Linked DNA regions of Anser cygnoides: region 1 is linked to region 2. Evidence: chromatin contacts called from public Hi-C data. All regions are on one chromosome and are shown on one strand. Each heading gives the region's core, a stretch centred on a gene start, on an enhancer-like site or on the middle of the called end of the contact. The rest is flanking DNA. Distances are from core to core; before and after follow the strand shown.

Region 1 (7,331 bases), core at 842-3,341, 170 kb before region 2:
AGATACAAGTTGACAAATGAAAGATGTAGGTAAAATTCTGTGCTCTCTAGTAGAGAAATGCATATTTATTTATATATATAAGATTGAATCCATGTGCTTAAGCTCTTTGAAATTACATCAATATAATTAAATTTTGGAGTAGTGACTAGTGTTAGTGAATAATATTAATATGTGCTAGAAAATGTATTTCAAGCATTACACTGTTTTTGCTACCATAAGAAATAAAGCAAAACCAACTATCAAAGAAAACAAATATTCTGTATTGAATAGCAATAAAATAATTAGCCATCACAATAATTCCTAAAATTCCTACACCATTTGGTTTTAGATTGCAAACTTTATCAGTCATTGATATGAATGTTTATACAGATGTTCAGACAAACTATTTTTTAAAATTTCTATATGAAATGAGTCTTTCCTCTTAGTTCTTGTTCCTGTCTGAAGTCCAACCCTTTTTTTCCCCAAAAGAGCTGACCTTAACAGAACACCCTTGACAAGTAAAAGACTGATAACTCTCATTTGTTAGGAATGATCATAGCTACTAAAAAGAAGTCTTTCATATACCCAGAAGCCATGTTCATCTCAGTCCATAGAGTAGCATTGTTGTTTTCAAGCACTGAACACAGGTTCTGAATCAAAACTCAAAAGTTAATGTTGCTTATGTGATATACAAATTTAGCAGCTTAGGTATATTTGCATCTTTTCCGTGTTTATTATAGGATGTTCTTTGGATGCCTTTCAGCTATGTGTTCTCTACATACTAAATGCCTAACTTGACAGCCTGAGCCATCCTCAGAAGCTTTGCAAATAAGGCAGTAATGATTCACTTTGGTTTGTATGATGTTGAAAATGTAAACCACACTGTTGCAGAGCTTGCTGAAATTAGCATAGATTGCAGGATCAGCTTTTCATCCATGCTCCAGGTAGAGGGCAATCAGTGAGACAAGATCTTCTTTTGTTTTGCTGGAAACATGGAAAATAAATGAGACAGACTTGGCCATGTTACTTTCAATGCATTTTGTTCTCAGGCTGATGAACATAACTGATAGAGTATTTCTAGCTCTTACAAAAACAAACAAAAAACCCTACCCCCCACCAAAGATGACAAGAACAACAATCAGTATAAACAGGCTCTTTAAGTAGAATCCTGAACATTCTTCTTGTTGGAGTTGAGGTCTTCTGCCACAGGTAATAAAAATCTCATGCTTGTACTCCTGGCATAGTTGCAGTCAGTCTATAAACTGACTTTAAATAGACCTAGATTGGCGCCCCAAAAGGAGGAGAAATAAGAGATTTAGTGTAAGATTTCATCTACAAGGAGCTGATTCTCTTCTTTCCCTTTCTCTCTCTTTGTGTTTCATATTCATCCGTGAAATGGTTTGGCTGAAATGGGCTTCTTATGGTTTAAGAGAAATATTGGTTTTATTCTTTACATAAAATTGCAAATTTTAAGACTTAAGAGAAACCTTTAAACAAACCTGTTACAGAACATCAAGTCACGGAAATTTCCCCACTTACTTTTTGTAAGTCATCGAAATGTGGCCTTCTATTCAGCTATCAGTCTTTTTTTTTTTTTTCAGTATTTTTAATTTTATGGTTCAGTTGGTTTTTTTTACATACTTTTTTCCTTTCCTGTTATGGGGAGAAACTAGTGATATTCGACTGTATTTCTTAGATGCCACTTTGCTTGTATACTAAAGAAGTAAAAACTACTTCCTCAAGCACAACAGGAAGGAAAGAAGTAGCAGTTTATTTTCTATTTCATTCTGATTTCCAAATAGTACAGACTATCTGATAGTCACAGGACAAGTATTTATCTTGTTGTTCCCCTAGCTTTTCGGGCTGTTTGTTTTGGCTGCTTCTATTCACACATCTATAGATCTTCATTAAATAATAACCAGGTCTCTATCATCAGTCCCCAGTAAAAGTCTTCCTCAACATTTAGTCTAACTAATGGGCAGATTTGTGCGAACGCTGTGTGTTAGGAGGAAAGCTCTGGTTATTATTAAGCTTTAAAAAAGAGCTTAACTGCATTTGAAATGTACTCTAGTAAAAGGATGTTATTGTGCTACAAAGCTTCAATGAGAGCTCACCCAACCCCCTTTTTAGCAATTGCTTCTAAAAAGGCATCTTTTCTTCATTGGAGGGATAAAATGAGGAGGAATCCCCATTTTCTATATCAGGAAAATAATGATTAACCTGATAAGTGATTGACTAATTAATCATCTGAGTAAACTAATTGTTATACACAAGCTATGCCTTATTTTTTCTTCTGTATCTCATGTGAAAAAGCCCATAAAGTGAGCTGTGATGTGAAGACTGTGCTTGTGCCAACATCAGTCTCTTATCAGGAGACTCATCTCTTTAGAAGAGGAATGGATTCTTGTTCCTGGCATCAGAACATGCCAAAAAAAAAGCTATGTAAACTGGATTTTTCTTAACGCCAAACCATTTCTTTTCTGTGAGATCAAAACTTGGGACGTGAGAGTATAGAAGGAAGATTGCAGATAGGAAATGCCTAGGCTTTCATAAATGTTTATTTTACAGTAAATAAGCTTGGGTTTTAAGGAGCCAGCAAGATGAAGTGGCCACTGTATTTGAAATCTGCTCTTTCAGTTTAATTTTGGTTTCTTAACAAATTATCTTTCGAATTCTAGTTCCCCATGTTTTGGCTTAGTTTAGAGACAGATCTCTCTGTGTATGTGTCTGTGTGGGGGTGTATGTATATGTGTATGTACATGTCTGTATGTGTATATTTAAGTCTTGAAAAATGCAAAGCCTGGATCCAAAAACCATTCATGTTAATATCTTTTGGCTTTATATCCATCATTATCTGGAATGTGATTAAATCTTTTACTTCACTGGGCCCAAAGCATGTGTTTAAAGTCAAGCATGTGCTTAAGTGTTTTCCTGAATAAGGATGCTTTCCTGAATGAGAATTTAAAGTGAATGCACTCCAGTAAACATCTTTTTCCATATAATTGTTCTGTGTCTCACCAAAGACTGAGCTTCTGTTAATATATTTGTTTTTCTAGTGGATATAGAAAGAAACATTTGATCACAAAGGTTGAACTCCCATTTTAAATGCCTTATTTCCTTGTAGTTACAGCATGCTACGTTCCACTTGGAGCAAAACTCTATTTCAGGGCTGCAGTAATATCAGAGGAAAAGAGAAATACTCCTTAAAATGAACTTGCATCTCATCATTGGTCAATAAATTTATTAACATCCATGAATATTAGAGATTTGGTTCAGAGGCATCATTATCTACCTTCAGTTATTTTGTGGAGAAACCTTTTTCATTTGTCACCTGTGCAGCCATTTGTAAAATGTTAAAGCTAATATATAGCAAACTCAGCAAAAGAGTGTAGTTTAATGTAGTTTTTAAAGGTAATATGTTTGTGCCTTATTACTAGTTGGATAAATGGCTCTTTAGGATTAATTTATTGTTTGTCTGCAATTGCAGTGGCTGACATTTTTTAAAATGAAGGACAATATTTGTACTGTGAAAAATTAGATGTTTTCAGCAGTCAGTTTTAACCTGCTAATATTTTTGTGGTTGTGATCTAAAAAAACTGGCCATATATTGACTCCTTGTTATGGTAATGCAATTTGTAACGTTAAGAACATAAATAAAAAATCTAGTATCAGTTATCAGGATTCAGAAGGTATATAAGAATACAGATTTCCCCCCGACACCCAGAATCTCTCTGTAATCATTCTTGTATGTATAAGATAATTGCTTGTTATTTTTTATTGCAAATATTTGTTTTCCAGAAAACACATTTGTGATTGTAAATAGTTTGTGCTAGTGAAATGGTTACCCTCATTTAAGGAATAAAAAAGGAAAAGGGGAAAAAAATGAAAAAGAAGTCTTTGAGTCCATTATCTTATTTCTCCTTTAAAATCCTAGTGTTCCCTGTAAGAAATTCAGATATCTTAAGACCTACAATGAAATGCTAACATTGTGGTCTTGAAAACTGACACACAGATTGGAGCCAGACTGCAGAAAAAAAATACTAGTCCAGTGAATCTCAGTTTGTGTTTAAGTAAAGAATTCTAGTTTGCACCTCATTTAGAAGACAAAAAACAACTGAAGTGATTGTGTTCTAAATCTATACATTAAATGGAGGCTTGGGATTTCAGGTTGTCTTGATTTGTCCTTGTATTTATCTTGTTAGTTTTCAGTATGATCTGTATGTATTCTAATTCCCTCCTACACAAACGCTTCCTGGAATGGTGATGGGTGTTTTGTGATGCAAAGCTGTCTCAGTTGCCTCAGCAGTACCTGGATCCCAGAATAGTGGAAAGGTAGGGTATTCTGAAAGATACAAATGGCTTTTCAGGAGTTGAAACAAAGGCAATGCTCCTTTTAAGAGTGTCTGTTTCCTCTCAAATTCAGTTGAAAAGCCTGATTTAAATTTTAAGCAAAATTAGAACCTCCCTAATGCTTTCATTTTTACACTTGCTTTTAGATTTGACATTTCCCCTATTTGCCCAATAGCTGGCATTTTGACGTGTATGTGTGCTCAAGTGTTTGCAAATCTGATTAATGCACAGAGTGCAAAATGTAACTCCTGAACCTTTCAGCAATTGCAGCACAGTTACTTATGGCATGAGAAGAATAGAAAAAGATGTATTTGAGGAGCTACTATAGCATTTTTGATGTCTTTGTAGAGCATCTGTAATAATACTCTTTGAAACTTTTGGTACTGCAACATTGTGTTTAAATTTTAAGGAGCTTAAAATAGAACACTGCTTATCACTTTGTCCAGTGGACCACCAAGCTAGCTGAATAGCTTCCTCGCTGTCTTGACAAAAGTTTCAGGTTGTTTTCAGATGTTAACTATTTTCTCTGCTAGAAAAATTGAATTATGTGTAGCTGCTTGCACAAATAAAAGGCTTTTACGCCAGGGTAGTGGATCTGATCAGGCTGTCTTTATGGTAGGTGGAGTAGATGGGCTTCTTCAGAAAGCAATTGGAGGAATTAATCTCCTTGTGGAGGAGCCTACATCTCTTCATTTACTAGAGAGGACACCTAGGAGATTGGCCTCCTTAGGCGAACCTTAGCTGTTTGGAACCCTGTGCAAAAATGACAAACAGCTGCATGATGGATTGCATTTTTGCCACGATATGCAAGGCTTTGGCAGCCATTAATTCCATTACTACTTTTGCTGATTATTTTCCACTGCAATTGCTTGTTGCTGTTTTCTATTTATATTCTGCTCATTTCACTGGTGCACAAGGTTATACCCAGAACATTCAGCATCTCTGCAAGTGCATTCTTTGCAGAGGTATTAGGGATAGCATTTGATGTTAATCAAAAATGTGCAGATAGGGTTTGTTCTGGAGCCTCAGAGTCAGAGAAATATTTCAGTTTAGTTATATGTATTTTGGGTCAGGCTCATGGTTCTGAAATTTCACTCTGAAAAATACTGGTCATATATTTCATTGTCTGTGAGCATAAAAACTTTAGGCAATTCAGAGTTTTAAAAATAGGCCATGGTGTTACAATATATATGAAATGTATGAACTCTAATTTTTTATAGTTGTTTGCTATTATATGAATGTAATTTATTGTGCCTGCAGCAACCCGAGGACATGCTGGAAAATGAGATGATTCATTTCAAGTGTTTTATCCTAGTGAGCAAAATTTTAATCAGTCAGTTTTTTAATCCCAGTTCTGTTATTGGCACACTGTGTAAACTTGGCAAGGTCACAGAAGGACTCCATTGTAGACACAGTGTTGCATCTCAGCTAAATCAGTACTGCGTATGTTTTAATTTATCTGCATTATAGAATTTTTAAACAGAACTTTAGAAAGGTGCTCTGAGTTATGCTAAAGGTAATCTGGTAACAAATTTTGATGAACGTGAGATTCCTCTTGAGCTATGGTTTCTATTTCCTATGTATTTTTTTTTACTTCACCTTAAAACAAAAATCTCTAATCTAGTATTAAAGACATGAAACAACAACAACAATCACACTGACTACTGTTGTTTTGTCATTCTTACAGGTTTGTCACTACATTGTTCATTGAGCATTGTGAATTGTTCCATCCAGTGAACAGGAACTCTGTGATCCATTTCCTGTACATCAAAGCATCCTTTTTGCTTTTATCAAGAAGATACTACCTTTGAGGATGTGAATGGTAATTCAGGAATATATAATAGTCCAATATCCAAAAATAGCTGAGTATGTCAAATGAATAGTGATGGTATTGTAGAAGATTTTCTAATTGACTTAATTATAATGAGAATGGATATTTCAGAAAATTCTGCCCCCGGTGTGAACAATGCCTTAATTTTAAAAGGGATAAAGAAGTCCAAATGCCATTGACAGTTAATGGAACTAGGGTCCAAAACACACAGCTGACTGCTGAAAATGTGACATAGATGTCTAAGGTATGTTAATTTTTTTTTACCCACAGATAAATGTGAGAAACACAAGGTTTTCAGGATGATGGACTGACACAATCCAACAATATATAGAGAGTGTGATCATGGAACATGTTCCATGCTGCTTTTTTGACGTACAGGTTCAATTTATTTACAAGGCAAATATGAATTTTCCTTCAGCTGCCAGAAAGCAGAATGAATTTCAGATCAACCACTGCATTAAAAACAAAACAACCCCCCAAACAACAAAACAATCCCAAATGGTGGATACTAGCAAATTATAAAAGAAGAGAGAAGGAGCCAAAAATCAAAAAAGGTATAAAATGAATGTTATTTTACAAAGACACAGAAATGTTTAGTAGAACATTAAATTAGGAAAATGTGAAAGCATGTTTTTGAAGAACTTGAGTGACAAAGCCCCAATAAATTACTTCTAAGTAGGGAGGGAAAGAAGGATGTACATATATTTTAATACATATGTATGTTTTATAACCACACACACACAAAAAAAAAGCTTAAAAGAGTTGGAAAAAAATGACTTGAATCATACATCCTGCAGGCCTTTCCAAATAAGTTTTTAACAACTCAATTCAAATGATAGCTAAACAAGTTGACACATCTTCAGCTTTGAATATTATCTCATGACACACTGCTTTTCTATTCTGTAATTTTCAAAAGTGTTAAATACCACTGCTCTTAAACTCCTCATTTGCTTTTTGTACTGCATCACATACGCTGCCATTGCAGCTTGTTGTATTCAGTTTATCAACCTTCCTTTCAAACAAGGTGGCAAACTCAAATTGCTGAGTGTCCCATGCCAGCAGTACCACTTTACTTCCGTAGAAATGATGGGACCTGGCAAGTAGGCAAGAACCATTAAGAAAACTGTGGAATATATCACAATTAAGATGCCAGCAATATTGACCCCCAATC
Region 2 (7,058 bases), core at 1,615-4,114:
TGTTCCTGGGATGCAGATGTCTGGTGGTGTTGCATGGAGCACCGACAGCCCCTTGGCTCCCCCACCAGCTAGCTACACAAGTCGCAGACTCAAATATTTTAAGACTGCTATAAAAAATGCCAAAGCCTGTTCTGGCCGGTGGCCAGGCAAGAGCTGGAGTAATAAGAGTGGGAAAATGCCTCCCAGTGACATTTCCCTCAGCTGCCCTCAGCTGCTCCAGGCAGGACTGCTGTGCAGATCCAGGTGGAGGCCAGAGAAGGTGGCAGCCACTGAAAAAAAAAAAAAAAAGAAAAAAAAAAAGAGAAAAGATGTTGGGCTGCTTTGAAATGGTGACTTCATTAAAAAAAAAAAAAAGGCAAATATTTTACTTGGGGATTTATCATGGATGTTTACTTCCATGAGTGGAAAACTGTTTTTCACCTTGTATGGTCATTTATACACTGATGACTGGGTGTGAAACTTCAGCACTTCCCTAAGTCTGACTTGGCAGTACTTTGTGCCAGCCGAGCTCAGAGCGGACGGGGAACACACAGGGGGTGAGAAAGATGAAAATAGAGCCCCTGATGGCTCTTTATTTTATTTATTTATTTATTTATTTATTTATTTTAATAAAAACTCCAGAAAAACTAGTAATCATGAAGTGCTCCTGAACAGGGGAAATGTCCTCCCCTTACAACAGAAGTCAACAGGGCAATCAAAAGGTTATTTAGGTCAAGTCATCAGGAGCCTGAGATGCAAGTGCTTTCTGTTAGCATTAGAAAGAAAAATGATTCATTGTAACATTGGTTCATCCAAACTGAGGTTGTGTTTGTTGTTGTTCTGTTGTGTTGTTTTCTCTTTTTGTTTGTTGGCTATTTTTTTTTTCCTTTAAAGAGAGATTGACAATGTTGAAAGCAGGGCAATTTGGGTTGTGGGTATCTCACACAGTTGGTACTTTCAGTGGTCATGCTAGTTATTACAGAATTTGAGGCCAGAAACAGGCCAAGCTGAGCCCTATCATATAACATGAATGGGGAGACTACCAAGGGAAGTTTAGTTTTCATTGCCCAGGCTAGTACACTTCATTCTTTATAAGGCAAGTCTTTGAGGACTGATTTATTTTAGTAGCACTGGAGAAAACAGTAATTCTTAGTACTGCTACCTCCTTCACTTTTCACTACCCGTGAAGATGCCCATCAATACTTAGCAAGACAAATTATGAATAGGGAAAGGAAAGACTCAGAACAGAGGAAGAGCAGTAAGCAGATGAAAGTACTGTTAAGACAACATTTACTCTGGCTTTCTGGCATCAAGTAAGGAGATCTAACAGAGAGAGAAAATGTGGGCTGCAGACTGAACCCAAGCAATCATTATGGTCTAATACATGAAATGGCTGCTCACGGAAGAACTTATTAGGTATCCAACATGATCCTAGAAGTAGACTCTATGAAATATATCTTTGAAAGGATAGAGTAGACTTAAATGTAAAAGTCCAGTTAATAAAATATAATTTTTGCCAGAGGAATAAAATGAAACAGGAGGATCTTGGGCTGAATTCTTCATCTTTTGGAGATATTGAAGTAACTTTATTCATTATGATGATTGGCTTCTCCCGCTGCTCCAAGGAGCATGATTCCAGACTGGTCTCTTCTGGTCTTGTTATTTGACGAGCATAAAGTGGATGGTGAATCTATTCCAATCTTTAAGTACCATTAACAGGAAGGTTTCAATATCACAGGATAGGTCTAAGCCATATTTAAGAGGAAAGCAATCAGTTTAGAGCCCTCTTAAACCTCTAAGTCATGCAACCAAGGAGCCAATGAAACAGCTGTCGATAGCCAGTGTGCCAAGTGAGACTTGTGGAAAGGAAGGCAAGCAAAGAGGACAGTGATCTTCTCACCCAAAGAATTACTGTAAAAAGTGTTGAGTGGGTGTGAAAGATGAAAGCCCTAGCAGGAGACACGCCTTTTGTACCTTTTTGGCTAAGCTTCTAACAGTGAGCCATGAAGTTGTCATTCATCCCTTGTCAGCTGTAATATGTAAGCCACATGCAAGGCAGCTTCACAGAGCTGAAAGGAGTGCTGCTAGATAGCAGAGTTGCATTTGTAGCCTGCCATCAGGACAGCCAAACGTGCACTGCTGAGGTGTGAATTATGAAAGTTAGTTTCCAAATGGCCAAGGGGCAATAAACATTAATATAAACTAGACATGGGCCCATGCCAAATAACCCCAACTCTCAGGGTGTTTGGATTGCAAACATTTGATTGGGATCCAAGCTTTGCAGCTGGCCTTATCTCTGCAGTGGCCAAGCCAAAACCCCGGGGTTCATGGCCACCTGGCACATTCTGTGATCCAAGGATGCAGTGTCTGATTACCTGCTCCTTTGCCACCTCCAGCAAACAGTCCTTTTTATCAACAATCACTTGTGCTTCCTGTCTTGCTCTGATATCCTTTCCGTGATTTGGTGCTTTTTCTCTCTCATATTTATACTGGAAGTTCCCTGAATAAGGGACAGGCTTTAAATCTGTTTAGAACAACTCTGGGTAGAATTATGCAATATTGTGGAAAATCATCAACGGAAGGCATGGAATCTGAGCATGAACTTTGTACCTTCTGTGCAAGGCTTACAAAGGGCACTAGACTGCTGCGCTTGTGAAAGAGAGGTGGGTAAGCAGTACATTTAATAAACATACCCAATTCAACTTGGAAGACCTGAAATTTTAAAAGACGTATTACAGCTGGTTTGCAGTAGGTGACTACAAAATCCAAGCCAGAAGTCTCCAGCCGTTCCTGGGGTCAAAGACTGGACTCTAACCGTCTGTGTTTATTCTTTCCACCTCAAATCCCACTGACTAAGTGTCAGATGGAGATTGGCAGTCTGGAGATTGCAAGTGTTTTTATTCCCCAGGACATAACGCATAGAGAGGAGAATCACTTCAGTTTGCCAAAATACACTCTTGAGCCCCTCATTTCACCTCCAGCAGCAATAGCCATGGAAGGAGTTGTGTGATCACCCTGTTCTCAGTGGACTTTCTTTTTCTTCCTGGACCTCGGAAAGGAGGGGCTAACTTGGAGGATCTTTCAGAATATCAATAATTGGAACAAAAAATGTGTGCCAGAAGTACCTTTAGGGGGAAAATATTGCCAGTCCTAGTTTCTAACAAATGCCTTTACCCTAAACCAACAACCAGGAAACAATTCACATTTAATAGCTTAGAAAAGTACCTAGGAACTTAGCTCTCAATTCTTCGCTTACATGTAAAGTAATATACATTTGTAGGAGGATATACTATGTGCCACTACATGGGGTATATCAGAAGATACAACAAAAGAAGACAGAACCTCTAAGGTTTGACAAATTACAAAACCTGAAAGTCAGAATTTAGGGGCAGAAAGAAAACACTTTGCCTTGCCCTAACCCTTAAAGCCAGACCTGCATTGTGATCCTAAAATTGCTGAGATTTTTCATGTCTTCTGTAGCAGACATAGTTAGATATGACATAAATATCGAAGAATGATGATTTTTGTTGAATTCTAAGAGGTTAATTAGCATGTTAATTATCAGTAATTAATATATGCAGATACAGACATGAGAAATGGAGACTTTATTGGTATGAAATTTGTCTATTAGCTACACTTCATACTCATCAAATCTAGTGTTTCTGAAGCAGTAAGACTATTGATCTACATTATGGATTCTGCTTGGGTAATTACGATGTGTATTTAATATCCTTATCTTTAAACAGAACAAGGGGATGCTGAGCTTGCATCTGGAGTTGTCTCAATTTCCTCTTCTAACTTAGTGGTTGAAAAAATAAATGAAATTTTATGATCATTTTTATGATCATTTCAATCCCTGGTTATAACTATCTCCATTTTTAGCTGAACAGGTTTCCTGAGTCTACATTTCTGGCTATTGTAATTATATTCTTGACTCATGATTGCACAAGGAAAAACTTTCTGGACTCCACACTGATAAAATATCTCCAGGGATCTCATCTGAACTTCTAGGAAATCAAAGGTTAATAATACTGACTGAGTTGGAAGGGTGAAATCTTTGGTTTCCGACATTTTGAGAAATAGCTCACTTCACTGATATTTAAACATAGTGCTGTGGCAACTCTTCATGGATTTATATCATATTAGTGTCTATCTTTTCCTTTGTTTTTTTCACTGCCCCCATTGATACAGCTATCATTCCAGACCAAATTTTCTATATAGAGTTTTCTATACAGACCTCCTGAATCATGAGTATGCCTTTCTTTAGATGACTGTTTTTATTAGTTACCAAAATTTTTTGAAACAGTATAGGTCTAAGACATACCTGGGAGTCTAGACCCCTAGGAATACTATAGAAAGTAGATGAAGTTCTGTTCTGTCTAAACCCTACAAGCATCAGGAGCCTGTCAACATAATCAAGACACAGTTCCTTAAAGTGCGAGTGTAGGTATGGATATTACTCCATTAATACTACCCAGCCTTGTCTCCACATTCGTGGAAGTACAGAATATGCCTGGCAACATCTTCATTTATTTGGGGTGGAGTGTTGATGCACTTGTGTTTTCTGCTTGGCTGGGGGTTTGGAGTCTTCTTCTTTTTCAGTTCATATTTTCAGATCTGCCAATGTGTTGTCATCCTCACCTACATCTAGATTGCTGCAGGAACCCCACTTTCATTGCCTGTTCTCACTGTTGACCGCTTTTTAAAAATCTTTTTTTGCTGGAGCAAAGTCAGAGCTGATATGCTTTGCAAGGACTGTCCCAGCACACATATCCCTGACAGTCTCATGAGACTATGGGGCAACCCATCATTTGTGTGGGGGTTAGGAAGAAGGTAAGTTATGGTGCAAATCTAATGTAATGCAGTTTCAACCAGAAACAGACAGCTCCAGGTTTTGCAGTATCACCTACTGAGACCCCAGGAAAGGTTGGAAGGTCAAGCTGTGAGCTGTTTCACTTTCATCTATTTGTGAAGGCCACAAAATTCTTTGTAGACATTTTAACAAATAATGCTTCAGAAATATATTTTCTCTTAACATCCTGCTCCTTTTTACTTCCCAAGTGTAAAAGCCAACAACAACTCAGCACGCATGTTTTAAGTTGAATAAAAAGAGCTGGTAAGAATGCATGTTTCACCCTTCCAGAGGGGTCATTATAAAAGTAGTGAGGTTAAAAATAATGTTAAAGTGATCTGCGAAAAAATGAACTCTTCATTTTTCTGCATCTTTTAAGACATTCTGAAATGTCTCTGCATGAACCCTTGTCTCATCCTCTTTCTTTTCCCTTTGCCCCCACACCCAGCCTCTCCATCTCAGAAAAGGAAAGTTTTTGATACCTCTGACTGTAACAAAATGAAGGGACCCTCTATGCTCTCCCAGCTCCATCTTAAGATGAAGTCAAAGTGCACAATTCCCCTTCTCACTTTTCCCCTTAGCCTCTAGCATGATGGTTACTGCAGTAGGGAAGGAAACCAGGCACCCAACCACAATGGGATTACATTACAGGGATGTTGCAGGATGCACCTCTCTGCTGCTGTAGTCTCCATGAGCCAATATTAATGCAGATCTTCAGTGGATGCCTGAGAATTTGCAGGGCTTTTGAAATGACATTGATGGTGCTTTACCCTTAAAAAGCAAAAGTTATTGGGCATTTAAAGACATCTTTTTTAGCAAACTGTTAACAGCTATTCAAGATTTTCTTTGTCAAAATTGCAGAACACATCCTGAAGTATGTGTAAATGTGTCCATCTTGACCTACTACTGCTGGTGCTGTCCAATGGACTGAGTCATTATCAGTTCAAGATAAGCTGCTGTCAGAGGGAACTGCTAGCAGAACTGTCCTCTCTTAGGAAGATGCTCAACATCATCTTAAAAAAGGTAAGTTCCCTTCAGGTATCTCAGATAAACAGCGAGAACTATAATTCTGCCCAGTCAGGCACTTCTACAACCACTTCACAAACTTAAGGGTCTCTTAGTGTCATATTTTTAAATGCTGAATGCTAAATACCTAGAGAACTCAAAATGAAGAATTCCCCATCCTGAAATTTTAACACGTGGTACAAATCAGTTTAGCAGCAGAGTCAGGTTTTCTGGATTCAAAACGCAGGTTCATTCTCAGTGATGAACTGGTACCTGTTGGCCCTGAAGGCAAGTGGAGACACACCAATGATTTGGTAGCAATCTCCAGGACAGTAAAGGAATGTCAGAGTTGTGGACACTACAGCAATTGAATTATTAATGAACTCATTAGCATAGTTATTACATTTATGTTAATAATCGTACCATCACAATGATTATGATAGTTCTTAATATAGTAAAGAGCATAATTAACAATGATAACTGTTAACATTTATTAGTGCAGTTATAAGCTCTTTGTATATTCTGTGTGGAAGCATGCTCTGGTAGCACCTTCTTACTTTGTCCTCACAGACATTCTCAGTTCTCTTCAGCTTTTTCCCTCCTTGTAGCTACTGTCTTTCCCTTCTCCTGTTTAATCCTTCCCATCTGTTGCCCCAAAAGTCACCCTTATCCCTGACTTTTCCTCTACCCCAGGGAATAGTCATTCTTCTGTTCCACAGGATTTTTCGCAGCTATGCACAATGCGTGTCATGAACTGTACAACCAGCACTGGATTCACTGACGTGTGGGATACTCATCTTCACTATGGGAACCGGGGTAGGAAGCCTTAGTTTCTGTTGACATCGATTCACGTTCACTCTTGATCTCTTTCTCTTGAAGTCTTCTGTGCAGAACAGATACAAAAGAATATAATAAAATCAAGTGGAATAATACTATTGAACATAATTCAATGATGAATACAACAAACATTAATTTATAATAACTAATATTGAGAAAATAGTTCTTCTTATGAAACCTAGGCATCTTTCTGAAGCAAGAAGTCAAGTTTAATATGGTTACTGCCTTGGCTCTTAACATTTTTGACCAGGCTGTGCACTAGCTGGACTTTGAAACTACTAATGGGATTTGCATTGGCTTCAGAGTATACTATAGCAGCTCATAAAGCTCCATGTGACAGGGACAAGGTGCCTGCTGTTTTCATGTTTACTGTTTCTTTTCTGGG

Evidence for each region. Hi-C and Micro-C count contacts between places; a contact is called where the count stands out from the background.
Region 1: a contact with region 2 is called in a Hi-C map of liver, with 5 times the contacts expected there. The contact joins two enhancer-like sites. A contact is called at or near these places in 2 of 7 Hi-C or Micro-C datasets (both in liver).

What each region holds. Positions count from the first base shown.
Region 1 is chr4:46,160,226-46,167,556 of Taihu_goose_T2T_genome, reverse strand. LOC136790820 (a long non-coding RNA gene) reads left to right here. Exons shown (of 4, transcript XR_010831516.1): 3 at 6,017-6,151; 4 at 6,431-7,331. Among named protein-coding and RNA genes, the nearest start is that of IQCM, 8.2 kb to the right of the region's middle. Within about 2 kb of position 2,091, at least 1 of the 3 cell types and tissues checked has open chromatin away from gene starts, as enhancers often do. A contact at or near this core is called in liver, where this site is marked.
Region 2 is chr4:45,991,872-45,998,929 of Taihu_goose_T2T_genome, reverse strand. LOC136790821 (a long non-coding RNA gene) reads right to left here. Exons shown (of 3, transcript XR_010831518.1): 3 at 6,586-6,719. Among named protein-coding and RNA genes, the nearest start is that of IQCM, 160 kb to the left of the region's middle. Within about 2 kb of position 2,864, at least 2 of the 3 cell types and tissues checked have open chromatin away from gene starts, as enhancers often do. A contact at or near this core is called in liver, where this site is marked.